Linked DNA regions of Rattus norvegicus: all the other regions are linked to region 3. Evidence: chromatin contacts called from public Hi-C data. All regions are on one chromosome and are shown on one strand. Each heading gives the region's core, a stretch centred on a gene start, on an enhancer-like site or on the middle of the called end of the contact. The rest is flanking DNA. Distances are from core to core; before and after follow the strand shown.

Region 1 (5,037 bases), core at 922-3,421, 210 kb after region 3:
GTCTCTGCCCCTCTTTCTCATCCTCAAGTTCTCTTTCTCTTAACAAACCACCCCCGTTTCTATTACTCTCCATGTGTCCCTGGTTCAGTTCCTTGTTCTGGGGCACATGAACATAGAAATCCTAGCACATGCTCTTTGGTGTATTATATTCACCCCTAACTCTCAAGAGGGCCTGGTCATGGCACAGAGGCCACCGTCATTTATGTCCCACAGTGTGTAACCCCTGCAGACACACTGGCCCACAAAAGCAGACTGGAATGGAATAATTTTGTCAGCCTGTGATGGCTCTCACCATCCAGGAGGAGGCATAGAACTGGACACCTCAGAAAAAGTCAGGCAGTAACCTATTAACTAAACTTGGTTCAAAGTTATTTTAAAATGCTAGATGATGTCGCCTTTGTTTGTTTCTTTGTTTTGAGACATGGTTTGTCCAGTCCTAGCTTGCCGGGAACTTGCTATGTAGTTATGCCTGGCCTCAAATTTGCTATGTAGCCTTACCTGGCCTTGAATTTGCGGGCATACTCCTGCCCCAGTCTCCAATGTGCTGGGATTAGAAGTGTATGTCACAACACCCAGAAAATATCTCTATTTTTAAATGAGTTTAAGTATGGATAAATTACTATTAATTGTAATAGGCTGAATACTTGCCCCAACCCCCTTCCTTTCCTTTTGGCTTTCTCTATCTAAGTTCTTTTTTAAATTTTTTGTTTATTTTTTTTACTTTTGATGTGTTTTTTAGTTTTTGAGACACAGTCTTACTCTGTGGGCCATGCTGACTGGGACTGACCAGGTAATCTGGCAACCTGGTCTTGAATTCAAAGTCGCCTTCCTGTCCCAGTCTCTTAAATGGTGGGATTGAAGACATAAGCCACCATGCCTTCTTTTGAGTTTTAAAATGTTGAAGTTCTCCAGGGTTCTGCTTCCCAACTTCTATTTCCTCTTAACCCTTTCCTTAACAGTACCCAAAGTCTGAGTCATCTCTTCCTTGATGGTGATTCCTAGAGTTATATTCCCAGCTCCCACTGGGTTGTAGAAACATTTTCACTTTTATGACTGCTTATAGATATTTCCACAACCCATCTAGCAGATGTGATGAATTGAGTAATCCCAAACCCTCAAAATAGTCCTGCTCTCTGTTCACCTTTTCAACCACTACTTCATGATGTACTCACTGCAGTAACTGTATGATATTGATCTTAATATCACTACCATGCATAGTGTATGTTGGGGTTTAAATCTCGGCTCGCGTCCAGACAGAAGGGGGTGAGGGGAATGGGAAGAGAAGGGACAAAGGGGAAGAGGGCAAGAGCAAGAGAGAAAGAGAGGGAGGAGTGGGCAAGCAGCCCCTTACATAGTGTCAGGCACAGCTGGCTGTTGCCAGGTAACTGTTGGGGTGGAGCTCCGACAGAATACCAACAGTGTCTGTCACATATTGATTGTTGAATGAATACACGATAGCATTTTTGTTTTTAATGTGTTTCTCAGGTAGCCTATTAGAAAAACAGAGTAATTCGTATATCCACAAAGCATCATTTTTTGACTGTGGTGGGTAGCTTCAGATCCCACGGAATCACGTCTGCCAGCGGTATTCACGGTCCTTTGCAAAACATTCCCACAATGAAATCTGGTTGTAGGTCATTCCAGGAGCTGTTGTCATGAATACTGCTGACCTCTTAAAGTTTGGTGTCCCAAAGCGATCGTGGTGAAACAGTCTTTCATATTTAGTCTTATTTTTATGCACCCGTATCACTCTAGAGCTGAGGGATGATTGCCAGTAAGTAATCGGAACTCTAGAATTAATGTTATACCTACAAAGTCATCAGCTCAGTGCAGCTTCAAACCAAGGCATCTTAGTTCTCCACCAGCCCCTGGAATTGCTTTCATTTTGGGCAGAACTGTTGTAGAAACTATAGCAGGCATGGTTTTGCCTGGATCCAACACAGCCATGCCAAGTACTAAGGAAGTGTGTAGCTCCTGGCAGGTAGCTTAAAACTGGGCTATCTTCCTCCAACCACACGGGGGCGCGACGACCCCACAGTCCGCACAACGGCAGCCAGCCCTGGACCGCTCTGGGATGGGGAAACTGACTGACTCTTCCAAGGGCGGGGCAAAAGGCTCCTCGGAGGTCCCAAGGGCAGGAAGTGAGGGGGCGGGGCTTGGAAAAGACGTGCGCCTGCGCGGAGCCAGCAGCTGGATCCGGCTCCGGCTGCGGCTCGAGTGCGCGCTCACGGTGACGGCTCGGCGTTCCTCCAGAGCGGGGCGGGGAGGGCGGAGATGGGGAGCGGGGCCGGGGGGTTCGGGGACTGCGGTGGGCATGGACCGTGCCGAGTCAGAGTGAACGGCCCGGTGGGTGGGCTTTCTGTAAGTTTGCCTCCCGCTGTCGGTGTGGGTTCCTCCTGAGCAGCGCTTCCTCCATGCGTCGCCGGCCTGGCCTGTGCGGGTCTCCCCTTCGCCTCCCCGCTCGTCCTTGTGTAGAGGCACGTGCTCTCTTGCCTCAGCTCGCAGCATCTGCACAGTCGGAGCAGTTCCAGGGAGCTTACTGGTTTCTTCAAAAAACTTGAATTCAAAGATCACTTTTTATGTTATTTACATATCACTTGCGGTGTGACGGGGAGCAACTGTGCTGGGGCAAACTTCAGCCAGAAACGTTAGTCCCAAGAGATGAAAATCCCACATTTGGAATTTAGGAGTTCATCGCCTCCTAGCGACTCTCAATGTCTTGGAGCCCTCCTAAAAGGTTTAGCTTTACAGCATCCTGAGCCAAGGTGCAGGGGTGCTGTGTGACATTTGGAAGCTAAAGAGCCAAGCCTAATAATTTTTTTTTTTTTAAAGAAGCCATCCATCATGTGTACTTAGCTTGAATGATTATTTTAAAGTGCATGTCCTATTTTTGCCAATCTGACAGCTGTTTCCATAGAAACTAGAGGAGAAATAGTAGTTTTTAGTAAGAGTTCTTAAAACTGTCTTCTAGCCATCAGCTCTGAGTGCCAGTGAGCGCACACTACTTGCTCATTCTGAGAAGGCACTTGAAGAATTAAGGGTTTGGAATGTTCTTAGAGGCTAGCAATCCAAATTGTTTAATTTTCTCACATCATTAATTTCCAACTCCTACAAGTCTGCCAGCTATATTTGTTGGCCTGCCGCAGTTCTTAGGTGCTGTGTAGAATAGTGACTGGCTCTTTGAAAATGTATAAACAAATTTCTCTCCCCATTAAAAAAATAAACATTTTAAAGATTAATCAGTGATTACAGATTAACAACTACTCCTATTCTGGATGACACTTGATTGTCAGTGACAGAAAATGATAATGATTTTAATTATGTATCTAGTGTTTGGGGCTTTTGTTTTTACCTTCCTTTGGTAGGCTACTTTAAAAATGTTTGCACCTGCTCTGGAGTGAGCATTTTCTCATATGAGCAGATCTGAGCAGTGTGAATAGGGTGTATGGAACTTGGATGAGAGTTTATTTTCTGAGGAATATCTATAAACTAGATTTAGCAGTGGATGAAGGAAGCTTGGAGAAGGTGCCTTAGGAATTAGGGAGCTGGGAGTAACATTAGGAATTTTATTGAAAGGCTCACAGAGAACTAGTGGAAATTACAAAAGAGCTTGCTTGCCTTAGGACTCACAAAGTAACACATCCTGTAAACATTTGTTGCCCAGAAAGGAAATACTGGACTCTTTCTTATGAGCACCATTCTGTCCCCTAAATTACATGTAGGCCTTTTCTAAGATTTATCTTTGTATCTATTAGCATGTTTTGTCTTTACTAGTTGTACAGATTGGGCAGGCGTTTTTGTCTTTTCTCTGCGTTGTATCTGCTACACAGAGTGGCAGCTGACTTGTAGCATTCACTCATATAATGAATGAATGAATCAATGAATAAAACAACCCTGAACCAAAGAGATATGTGGATGTTAGGTTACGATCATCAGGTTTTATTAATGTTGGTTGGCAACATTTTTTTTTTTTTTTTTTTTTTTTTTGGTTCTTTTTTTTGGAGCTGGGGACCGAACCCAGGGCCTTGCGCTTCCTAGGTAAGCGCTCTACCACTGAGCTAAATCCCCAACCCCGGTTGGCAACATTTTAAAATAGGTAAATTTCACATTAAGTCTGAATTTGTGGCTTTTGTAGAAAGGTTTGCAACATTTGGCAACATAAAGGACAGATCTTGTTATGTTGTTGGCCCTCCTTTGGGTGATCATTCACATCTTTCTGGCTTTGCTGAAGCTCGCCTGCATCTGTCAGGCCAACCTGCACTGTCTCATATAAGTCCTCCTGTTAACTTTAGTAAAAATTCTGCTCCTCAGATGCACCAAGCCACATGCCAGGGCTGCCATGGTGGTCAGCAAAGGGAATATTTCTGTAGGAAGCTTTATGTAGTGTTGCTTTCCACATTGGACTTTGCCTCTTAGCCTGTTATACGGAGGTTTTGTTTTTACATTGCCTTGAACAGCTCTGTGACTCAAGTGCTAGAATACAGGCTTGCTCTTCTCAGCTTCAAGGCTCTCCTACGTAGTAGCACTTCCTGCTGTTTTTAGGTTATCATCTTTGTTGTGACTCAGAGCTCTGCATCATTCATTCTTTCATTCATTCACTTATTTATTTATTCATTCACTTATTTATTTATTTGAGAAAGGGTTTCTTTCTGTAGCCTTGGAAGTCCTAGAACTCGCTCTAGGAACTGTAGACCAGGCTGACCTCGAACTCACAGAGGTCCCCACCAACCTCTGCCTCCTGAGTGCTGGGATTAGTGGTATGTGCCACCACTGCCCACCTGGTCTGATTTTAGGTTGCTTGGAAGAGGCGTTGGTAGTGAACTAAAGTGAAGCAGTTAGAATATAGTAAAATCTACAACTCAGGGCCCCAGAACCAGGGTGTGCTGGACTGAGGTAGTAAGGAGGTAGATTGGCAGGACTGATTTAAAGTGGTCTTCGGTCTTTTGGATGTTAAAATCCTAGGGCTAATTCTGTATAGTTTGGTACATAGTCTGTAGAAGATTGGGAAGTTCGTGTAGGGAGGATCTCTCAGATTGT
Region 2 (4,659 bases), core at 1,751-4,250, 130 kb before region 3:
AGTAACTTGTTACAATGGCAAAAATACAGTACCAAATTCAGAGAACGGCTCTGGGGTCCCCAGGTATTGTTCCCATCCTCCCCATTCCTGTGGGCACCTTGCCCTCTAGCCATACGCACTCTCCCTCAGTGCTCTGCCTGGCCCCAACCACTGCCAGAACCCCACTCCTTGTATGAAATGTTCTCTTTTCTTCTGCTTTCCTTCCTTCTCCTTCTCACCTCTTTAGGAAACTAAGTTCCTATCCTGGACCACCTCTACCTGTAAACTGAAGAGTTTTTTTCTGTCTGTCTGTCCCTCCCTTTCTTGATAGGCCTGTATGTGATGGGGCTGTTGTTGGTTTGGTTTGGTTTGGTTTGGTTTGGTTTGGTTTGGTTTGGTTTGGTTTGGTTTGGTTTTTAAATCTAGCTCTGTCAAAACACTGCAAACCCACTTGTCTTTATAGCAGTAGACAGTGAGAAGGAAAGAAAAGAAAAGAGTGCAGGTAGATCTACTGGGGATGTTGGTATAAGATCAGCATGGGTTTGTTCTTTCGTCTTGACCTTTATGTCTTAGTTCTCTGAATTGTGACTGGTGTCTAACTATCATCCTGGGCATAACGAATGAGTGAACGCCTCCTGTGTCATGAGAGAAAGACTGAGCATGTATTCCATGTTGCTACTGTCACCTGCTTTCAGAATTGGATCTTTTTTGTTCAAGTTATATTTTATAAGACATTTTTACGTTTTATTAAAGAAAGGGAAGTATCATGTTAAGGTGGTAACCTTGCTGCCCAGGCTGGTCATAAAGTCATTAATCATTTGAGTAGCTTGGATCAAGAAGGGCCCCACTGCACCCAGCAGCAAAATGAAACCTTTTAAGCCAGGCCCCCTTATCCTAGCAGGCTAAAAATGCATACTAGTTCATGACTTTCCACTCTTGGTTTTCATGCACCCCACTGGGAAATCTGAAACTGACTTTTCACTTAAACAGTTTAGAAGAAGAGAAATGGTAACAACTGTTGAGCCTTTAGCATCTGCCTCAGCTCTGCTTCCGGGAAGCTTCATATAACTGGAGCTGGCAAGCCAAGCACTAAGTCCAGTCTGAGGTATGGCTGGGTATGGTTTCCCAGCTAGGAGTGGTTATTACGTAGCTGAATTTCACTGTCCATCAATACAGATTTTAAGGCATGGAGTGCCCGCTCAGTACAGTGCCTCCTGCAGCTTTGTGATCGCAGCAGCAGCAGTGTCTACCCACAGCAGCAACAGAAAGCCAAGGGTGCACAAAACCCAAAGTCCCATTGTCTGACCTCTTCCAGAAATGTCTGTCAATGTCTCCTCTACGAAACAGGTGCGGGTATCATTCCCATTTCCAAATAAAGAAACAGCAGCTCAAGCAGGTTGAGCCACTAAAACCACTGAGTTAGCAAATAGAAGGAAGTCCTTTATTAGCTGCATATTTTCATTGCACAGAAAGAGGCGATCCATGTATAATCTGCATGAATGCCATGGGCTGCTTCTTCACGGAGACCTTGGGTTTTCCACTTGTGAGTCCCAGCATGTATTCACACTGACATTTTACTTGATGGAAGGCTCACCCTCAGGCAGACATTAAACAGCATTAGCACAAGTGCTCTCATTACTTGTCCTTAAAATGGAAACAGAAGGCATGAAGTAAAGTCACTTTCCCCAGCTAAGGCAGCAAGCTATCTGGGAATATGAGCTCTGACCAGTAGTTCTACTGTAGGTTTGGGTGAAGGTTAAAAACTAAAGTCTTTCTTTTGCCTCAAACCAAAGTTCTCATGATGGCACAGAACAAAAAACTGTGGGCGTACACCATTCTCCATGGGAATGTGTTGAGGGCAGCCAGCAGAGCAGCTCAGCCACACTATGTTGACTTCCCTGTTAGTTACTCAAGACACGGTGAGCCTCTAGTGCATGTCAGCCATTGCCCCACACATTAGGCATACAAAAGTCCTGACGGGGTCTAGCCTAGAGATCATTGTTGTTCCGGCAAACCAAAAGCTACTGGGGAACTCCTTCACAGTCCGATGTGCATTTCAGTGACTGACCAAATTGGAAGGCGCCACCGTCATGAACTTTGTGAGAACCTGCTCAGGTAAACATGTGGACGAGTAAATTTACATGGATCAATTTACTCTAGGATTCCAAGCCATGAGCCCATGTATCAGAAATTAGGTCAGGCTATCCTTTCTTTGCATCCCTGACAGGAAAGCCTGGAAGACAGAAGACCAACCAGATAGCATGTGATATAGTACCATCTGCACTGAGCTGAGAGGCAGCTTAGCCCCAGAGAGAGAGACTTAGAGACATAACAAGTTACTTTCCAGGTGAAACCATGGGGAAACGTGACAGCCTCAGAAAACTTCGAACAAGGTGCCTTCTGCACCTATACTGATAGTGAAATGCTGGTAGACAGAATAGCAGACATTGCTGACGCCAGTGAGAATAAAAATAGACCGAGCTGTTCAGTGCACACATCAGATGGACAATAATAATAAGCTTTAAAAATAATAAAATCCTAAGTTCTGCAGAGGCAGAGAGCTTAATTCCTTTCATATCTCCTAGTATGACATCTCAAAGACAGAATCGTACCCGCGCGCAAAACTGTCCTTCGTGAAATATTTTGATCAGTGAGTGGGCAATTATGGCACCATGTGAATGCTTGAATAATTATGTCCTTTTGCTCTGAAATTATGCTTACGGCCCATTATATAGTAAGTCTGGAGTGACTTGTAAGATGAACTCACAACCTAGAAAAAGTGCTTATTCAAGTGTTTGGTACAAAGCAAGCTTTATTTTAGCTTCCGTATTCAAAGGGTCCATTTGCATCTATTTCAAAAAATGAAAGGAAGGGAAAAGGAGGAAGGAAGAAAGAGGAGGAGAGTAGGGGTTTCCTCTGCACTGGAAATCTGTTGTGCTGACCACACCCATCATTGATGACTTCACAGTCATGTGAGGAAGCCAGGGCTCAGACACACACAGCATCACCTCTCATGACTGCAGTGTGGCTTAGAAACCTTGCCTCCTTCAGGCCCTGCAAGAGAAGTTTATGGTCTGGCCTTGCCCTTCAGCTCCCTTCCTCTCCGATGAGCAGTCGCCCACAACATCAAGAGCTGGCCCTACTGATCACACCCATAACTGATCTGTCAATCTCCCGTTCTAGGTTGACTTCCATCAGGCCAGGGCTAGACTTTTCACAAGAGGTAGGTGTATTCTTTGTCCTTTGAAAACCATCCCTATTCTTGAAAAAAAAATGCTTCCCATGAGATGACGCCTTCTGCTGTTTTCTCATTTAATTTGTGGAAGTTTTCAACTTCCTGAAGTTTCAACTTCTAGAAAGCCAGGCCAAATGGGGTATCATGGAACTGCATGATTTCCACAAAGCTGCTTTTCTGGAAAAGAAGTACAATCTACTGCTAGGAAATGAGCTGGCATGCTTTAGGTCTTAGACGTAATCAGAAAAAAGTCCACAGATAGTCTTGATCCCCAGTTAAGCAAGTCTCTGTATATTCTATCTTACTCTCTATATCATGTTCCTAGAGCATAGATATCTAATTTTAAATGCATCTTTTGTATCATCAATTCTCTCAACTCTGACACATTGTAGCCAATAAATTCTTGTTTAAAAGCTTTTTTAAATTAAAAACAAGCAACAACAAAAGCAAAAACAAAAACACAGAACCTATAGCTTTTTCTCTGTGCACTGCAATGTCTATCCACTAGGGGGAAGCACATGACTTTAATGACAAGTTCCCAACTTGACGGGAAGGCACTCTTAGGGACATGGGTGGCCACCAGCTACAAAACCCCGAAATTTATTCTCGTTCTCAAGAATAACTCTTATTATTTCAAGAAACCTGAATACAATTCTGTCCTCAAAAGTAGCTCAGGCACTTCCAAGCACGGCCTGGATTTTTACATGGAATTTTACACATTTTGATTTATAAAAGTACCTTTGTATAAGATATACTTTCTTTCTCTTGTCTCTACCATGAATTTGCTGAATGCTTGTACCAGCTTTTAGATCAGATTCTCAGCACATGTACTTGAGGAGCAAAGGTGAGGAAGATCACAGAGTTGGAGGCCAGCCTCCTGTACCTAGCAAATCCCAAGCCAATCCATACTACACAGCAAAACACTGTCTCAGTTAATTAAGGTAAAATCGATTGTAGCATTGTCTAAGCAGTGAGGCTATGTGTCAGGAAATCCTTGGTTGGATCACAGAACTGGACCTCATCCACTTGGAGTGTTGGGAAATGTAGCCAGTGTGTTTATTGTATTTATACTGGCAGTTGAAAGTGTAAATGCATTTAGTGAGCGGATCTTGGCTTGTCTTTAGCCATTCAAAGAGCCTTGAGGCCCTTTCGTGTCAGCCAGCGTTCTGGACTGACATTGATAGTTCCATGCTTTCAAAATTTAGGAATTCTTCAATTTCTAAAAACTTACCAAGGGGCTGGAGGGATGGCTCAGTGGTCAAGAACCATGAGCTGCTCTTTGAGGAAGCAGGGTTTGCTGCTCTTCTGAGGAAGCAGGCTTTGCTTCTGGCACCCCTGTGGCAGCTCACGGTCTCGTGCGATCTGACACCCTCTTCTGGCCTCTGTGGGCACCAAGAACTCACAGGACTCACACAGACATGCATGCAGACAAAAGACCCGTCCAC
Region 3 (4,546 bases), core at 892-3,391:
TGTTCAGTTAATAAATGTGTATTAAAGACGTTCTTCATCCTAGGAGGGGTCTACAGCAGTGCAAAAGAGGACATACTATGAGCTGGGCAGTGGTGGAGCACACCTGCAAGCCCAGTACTTTGGAGGAAGAGGCAGGTGGATCTCTGTGAATTAGAGCCAGTCTACTTTACAGAGTGGGTTCTAGAAACCCTGTCTTGAAAAACCAAGGAAAAAACCCTAGAGGATATAATATTCTCATAGGGATAAACTTGAAGCATAAAGTAAGGGTGAAGCTGACGCTGGGAAATAATTATTGTTCACACATGGAGACACCTGACACAAATGAGTGAATCCTGAGATCATCTGGCATATACTATCCCAAAGGGCAGTAAATTCTAAGGGTTGGAAATGGGAATACAGCATTCCTGGTGTGGATACGTGTGCGCTGGGAATGTTACTGTCATACTCAAATGGCACAATCCAAAGCCAGATCCTGGCGGAGGGGGGGGGGGTTTGGAAGAATGGGGCACTTACTCAGAGGGAAAGGGAAAAGCTTAAGGAAGTTTTGAGCAGCCAACCACACAGGGGGTGCTGGCAAGCAGACTATTCAGCCAGCTATTTCAATGCAGAAAGACGTGTAGGAAAGTTTTTAGGTCTGGATAGCACAGCATAGCGAGAATGAAAGTGGCCCTCACTGCACAGCAGTACCCGAGGAAGTGCAAGGCTGCAGTTTAATCAACTGGAAATGGCTGTGTACTGGAAACAAAGGGGCAGTAAAATACAGCGCTGAGGATGAATTTTGAGCACACTATTAATTTCTAAGTGTTAACTGCTTCCGCTTTGTTTTCTTGAAAGAGATCTTGAAGAGAGAAGAAAACTTGAGTCGTGTGTCTAGATAACTTTGAAAGGCACAAGGCAACAACGAGGGGGAGCCACCTAACTCTGCAACATATATTTAGAAACGGGACAGATTGGTAAACTATTTTGAAAAAGAATGCCAGGCCAGGTGGTCCAAGCCTTTAATCCCAGCACTTTCAAACCAGTTCCACGTCAGCCTGGGCTATACAGGGGAAAAGAACCTAGATCTAAATATACACAAATAGACACTCATACATAAAACAAACAAACAAACAAACCAGCAGAAACTAGCCAGGAACCTCGTGAAGATTGAAGAAAGAGTGGCTTCCCATTAGCTAACCGAAGCATTTCAAAACTCAGTTAAGTGGTCATTTAGATCAAGGCTGGTGATGGACTAGTTAACAACTAAAGCATCAACTGACTGTTGTCAGCTATTGGAAAGTGCTTTTTTTTTTTTTTTTTTTTGGTGAAGCATGGCCAAATGGCTGAGTACTACACTCACGGGCAAATGCAAGGTTCTCTCCCTAGAAATTTCAGAAAGTTCAGATGGCGAACGATTCGCCGAGCAGAGAATTTAAGAAAAGGTGTGGCTGGTCTGGGAAGACCGCAAAGTGACTGAAATGTTCGAGAATGGGAAATATTTCAGTGGACATTTAAGGAGCCACTTGCAAGTTCAATGCCACACAAGTCCACATATCTTTGGTCTTTTCTCCTGGCTTAGCAGCAAGTAGTAAGCAGTTAAGAGTCTTAAGTCAAGCTGGCAGAAGGAGATGAAAAAAAAAATCCTCTGCAGGCGTACATATTAAAATTAGCTTTGGTTGCTCAGAGACCAAGGAGTCAAAACACACCGAGAAAGCTTGGGAGCTGAAAGACTCAAGTGAAAGAATACAAGCAAAAGCGCTTCGAAGAAACAAGGAGGCAGGGTGGCTTTCGACAAACCCCGGGGGTTTTACACAGACCGAACTAAGCCAAAGGATCCGAAGATGTCTGGGGGCTCCGCGGGATCGAATGCGTTGGGAACCCCTTTCCAAACCGAAGGGCTGTCTCCGGAATCTAGAGGAATGGGCCACGGATCGAGTGCGGAACTTACGCGGTGAAGTTGGTCTGCTTACGGGTGCTTGTCGGAGAGCTGGGCATGGTGGCGACTCTTAGATTAGGGCTTGGGAGCCCCTTCCCCAGCGGTTCTGCGGTGCCCGGACTCCAACTGCCCCCTCAGCAGCTCAGGAATGTTTGCCGGGCGTCATGGCGACCGCAGAGCCTGGCTCAAGAAGCGGCCGCGCGGTTGGCTGGCCGCTCGAGGTTGAGGAGGAGGGCGGAGGCGGAGGGGAGGGTAGAGGGTTGGTGGAGCTGGAGGAAGCTCGGGCGACGATTCGGAGGAGGCGGGCGGCCCAGGCCCCTCCCAGGCTGCGAGTCTCCCGGCTGCAGGCGGATGGATGGGGCGTCTCCAGGCGGCGGCGGCAGCAGCGGAGGCGGCGGTAGCGGCGGCGGCTGTAAGTGCAGCCTCCACAAACCATCTTACCCATCCTTCGATCGGGAACCAGGGCCCCAGAAGCCCTCGCAGTCTCCTTTCCCCACTTCCCCTCCCCCACGGCAGAGCGCCGCCCGGAAGACTCTTAACTTCCGGGGCGGGGCTGCCCGAGTGTCCGGGGAGGGCTGGCGGTTCGGAGGCGCTGCCATCTGGCGCGCACGCGCAGCTTTCGCCCCGCCCCTGCTCGGTCTTTCGGCCTTCGCGGTGGCGGCGGCGGCGCGAGTCTTCGCTGCTTCCGCGGCGCGCCGGGACTACGCTGCGGAGTGAGTTTGTGGGGCGGGCAGGCCAGCTCCCGCCCTTTTCGGTCGGCCCTCGCTCCACGGCAGGGGTGTGGCTTCCTGGCCACTCCCCCGTGGCTCCACCTCTGTGCCCCTGATTTCCCTAGCTGTCCAGCCAGTTGAGGTTGGCTCTCTTGGCACAGCATCCCCTGAGGTGATAGGCTCAACCTGGGTCAACCTGCCATTGTCGGAGGAAGGTAGAGGGGCGAGAGAATCAGAGACGGCATTGCAGGGAATCAGGCGCTCTCAGTGCCTATCCCCCCGCGAGTGGCCTTATTCTTTTAGCTTGTAATGTAGATGCTTGCTGGCCTGGTGCCCATCTCTGGTCCTTGCATGTTGTGTGACCTTGGGCAAGTCACTCCCCCCACTCCATGGGAGGGCTTCAGTTTTTTCTATCAAACCAATTTTTGTAATTTTGCAAAGACCTTAGGCAAATTTAAGACCAGCTAGATTTCTAAGGCCGAGATGACCCGGAATTGACTAGACTTTTCTCAAATCATGGGTGAAATACAGAAACGTAATTATTGGGGTCTTTGTAATCTTTAGCATTGCTTATAAATTGCAGGACTCAATTTTTGTTTCTTTTTTGCTGAAATTGCCACTGGGCGGTTGAACTGGTTCTCAGACCTATCTTTTGAAAATGTGAGAATGAGTGAGCCTGAGGTAACTGTTTCTGTCTCGTAGCTACTGAGGCTTTCTTTCCTTTAATCCAGATGGTGTGGTGGCTCGATTCTCCCAGTGCCTGGCTGAGTTTCGGACGTGGTTAAGAACCAACTGGTTGAGGTTCAATGCAGACAAGACGGATGTGATGCTGGTAGGCAAGGGCACAATTGGAGATGAAGGGAGGGCAAGAGCAAACTCCCTCATGTAATAAAAACATGATTGTTGTCTGTCCTAGTGTGGTACGAGTGCTAATGGCCAGCCCTTTCAAGACTTAGGGTAAAAGTAACATCAGCAACGCTTAAGATTTATAACAAGTTTGCAGATACTGATAAAATGAGGCCACTGAATGAAGTTGTATGAAAAAATGATGAAAGAAACCCAAACTGTGCTTCGAAGACCCAAGTTTCTCTGTGTTTTAGGATGGCATTAATAAAAGAACTAACAAAAAGATCATTTCTATTGCATAGTTATGGAGCCTCCAAATTTAATGTGCTGCTGTGCTTTGCAGCCTGTAGTCTGCCCAGTAAAGTCAAGATACATTCAGATGTCATTGAAGAAGAATACGATTCTGTGTATTTTGTCTTCACAAATACAGCATAGGCTCTATTTCTACAGAACAGTTTTAGGACGTAGTTCAGAAAATAGTTTCCAAAGAGGACTCGTGGACTTGGAAATGTACATATATTTCTCGATGTACTTTAAGAGATACACTTTGAGTTGCATAAACAGATATGCCTATATAGTACAGATATATTAACTAGTTTTTTGAATCAGGTGTTGTTGGTGCTGAATAAAAGGCTGTACATCTTAGGCAAATGTCAGTTGTCAAGGTAGCTTTTGTTGATCCAAGTACTAATTGAAGTCTAATGATCCTCAGTATATTTGTTAGCAACTAGATATCTCTGGAGAGTGTGTTTGTTTATGAAGTGTATGCATATGTGGGTATCATGCATGCCCACGAATACATACACAGTCATACATATGTCCCTTATAGCTTCTATAAGTTGTTTAATAGCTTTTAGAGTATTGGAGCTTGAACCCAGGGCCTCATATGCTAGGCAAGTATTTTACCACTGAGTTATACACCAAGCCCTCATTTTATGTTTGCATTGAGAATTCAGTAATTGCCATAAAAAATACATTACTGGAGAGAATAGTTGTGAATAGATTAATGTAAAAATTAATACTAATTTTCCTCAAAACAAGGAGACTTCTTAGGTTTATTTAGGCCTATTCTTTC

What was found. Hi-C and Micro-C count contacts between places; a contact is called where the count stands out from the background.
Region 1: a contact with region 3 is called in a Hi-C map of mammary epithelial cells, with 2.4 times the contacts expected there. The contact joins the promoter of Oma1 here to the promoter of Dnai4 in region 3. A contact is called at or near these places in 2 of 12 Hi-C or Micro-C datasets (mammary epithelial cells and psoas muscle).
Region 2: a contact with region 3 is called in a Hi-C map of Schwann cells, with 5 times the contacts expected there. The contact joins the promoter of Dynlt5 here to the promoter of Dnai4 in region 3. A contact is called at or near these places in 1 of 12 Hi-C or Micro-C datasets (Schwann cells) and 1 of 1 datasets of contacts at active chromatin or transcription factors (oligodendrocytes).

What each region holds. Positions count from the first base shown.
Region 1 is chr5:123,310,596-123,315,632 of GRCr8, forward strand. Oma1 (OMA1 zinc metallopeptidase) reads left to right here and starts at 2,172. Exons shown (of 9, transcript NM_001106669.1): 1 at 2,172-2,230.
Region 2 is chr5:122,968,573-122,973,231 of GRCr8, forward strand. Dynlt5 (dynein light chain Tctex-type family member 5) reads left to right here and starts at 3,001. Exons shown (of 4, transcript NM_001415953.1): 1 at 3,001-3,202.
Region 3 is chr5:123,103,142-123,107,687 of GRCr8, forward strand. It overlaps Dnai4 (dynein axonemal intermediate chain 4), which reads right to left and starts at 2,142. Exons shown (of 17, transcript NM_001024786.2): 1 at 1,928-2,142. The coding sequence starts at 1,974. It also overlaps a transcript of Mier1 not described here.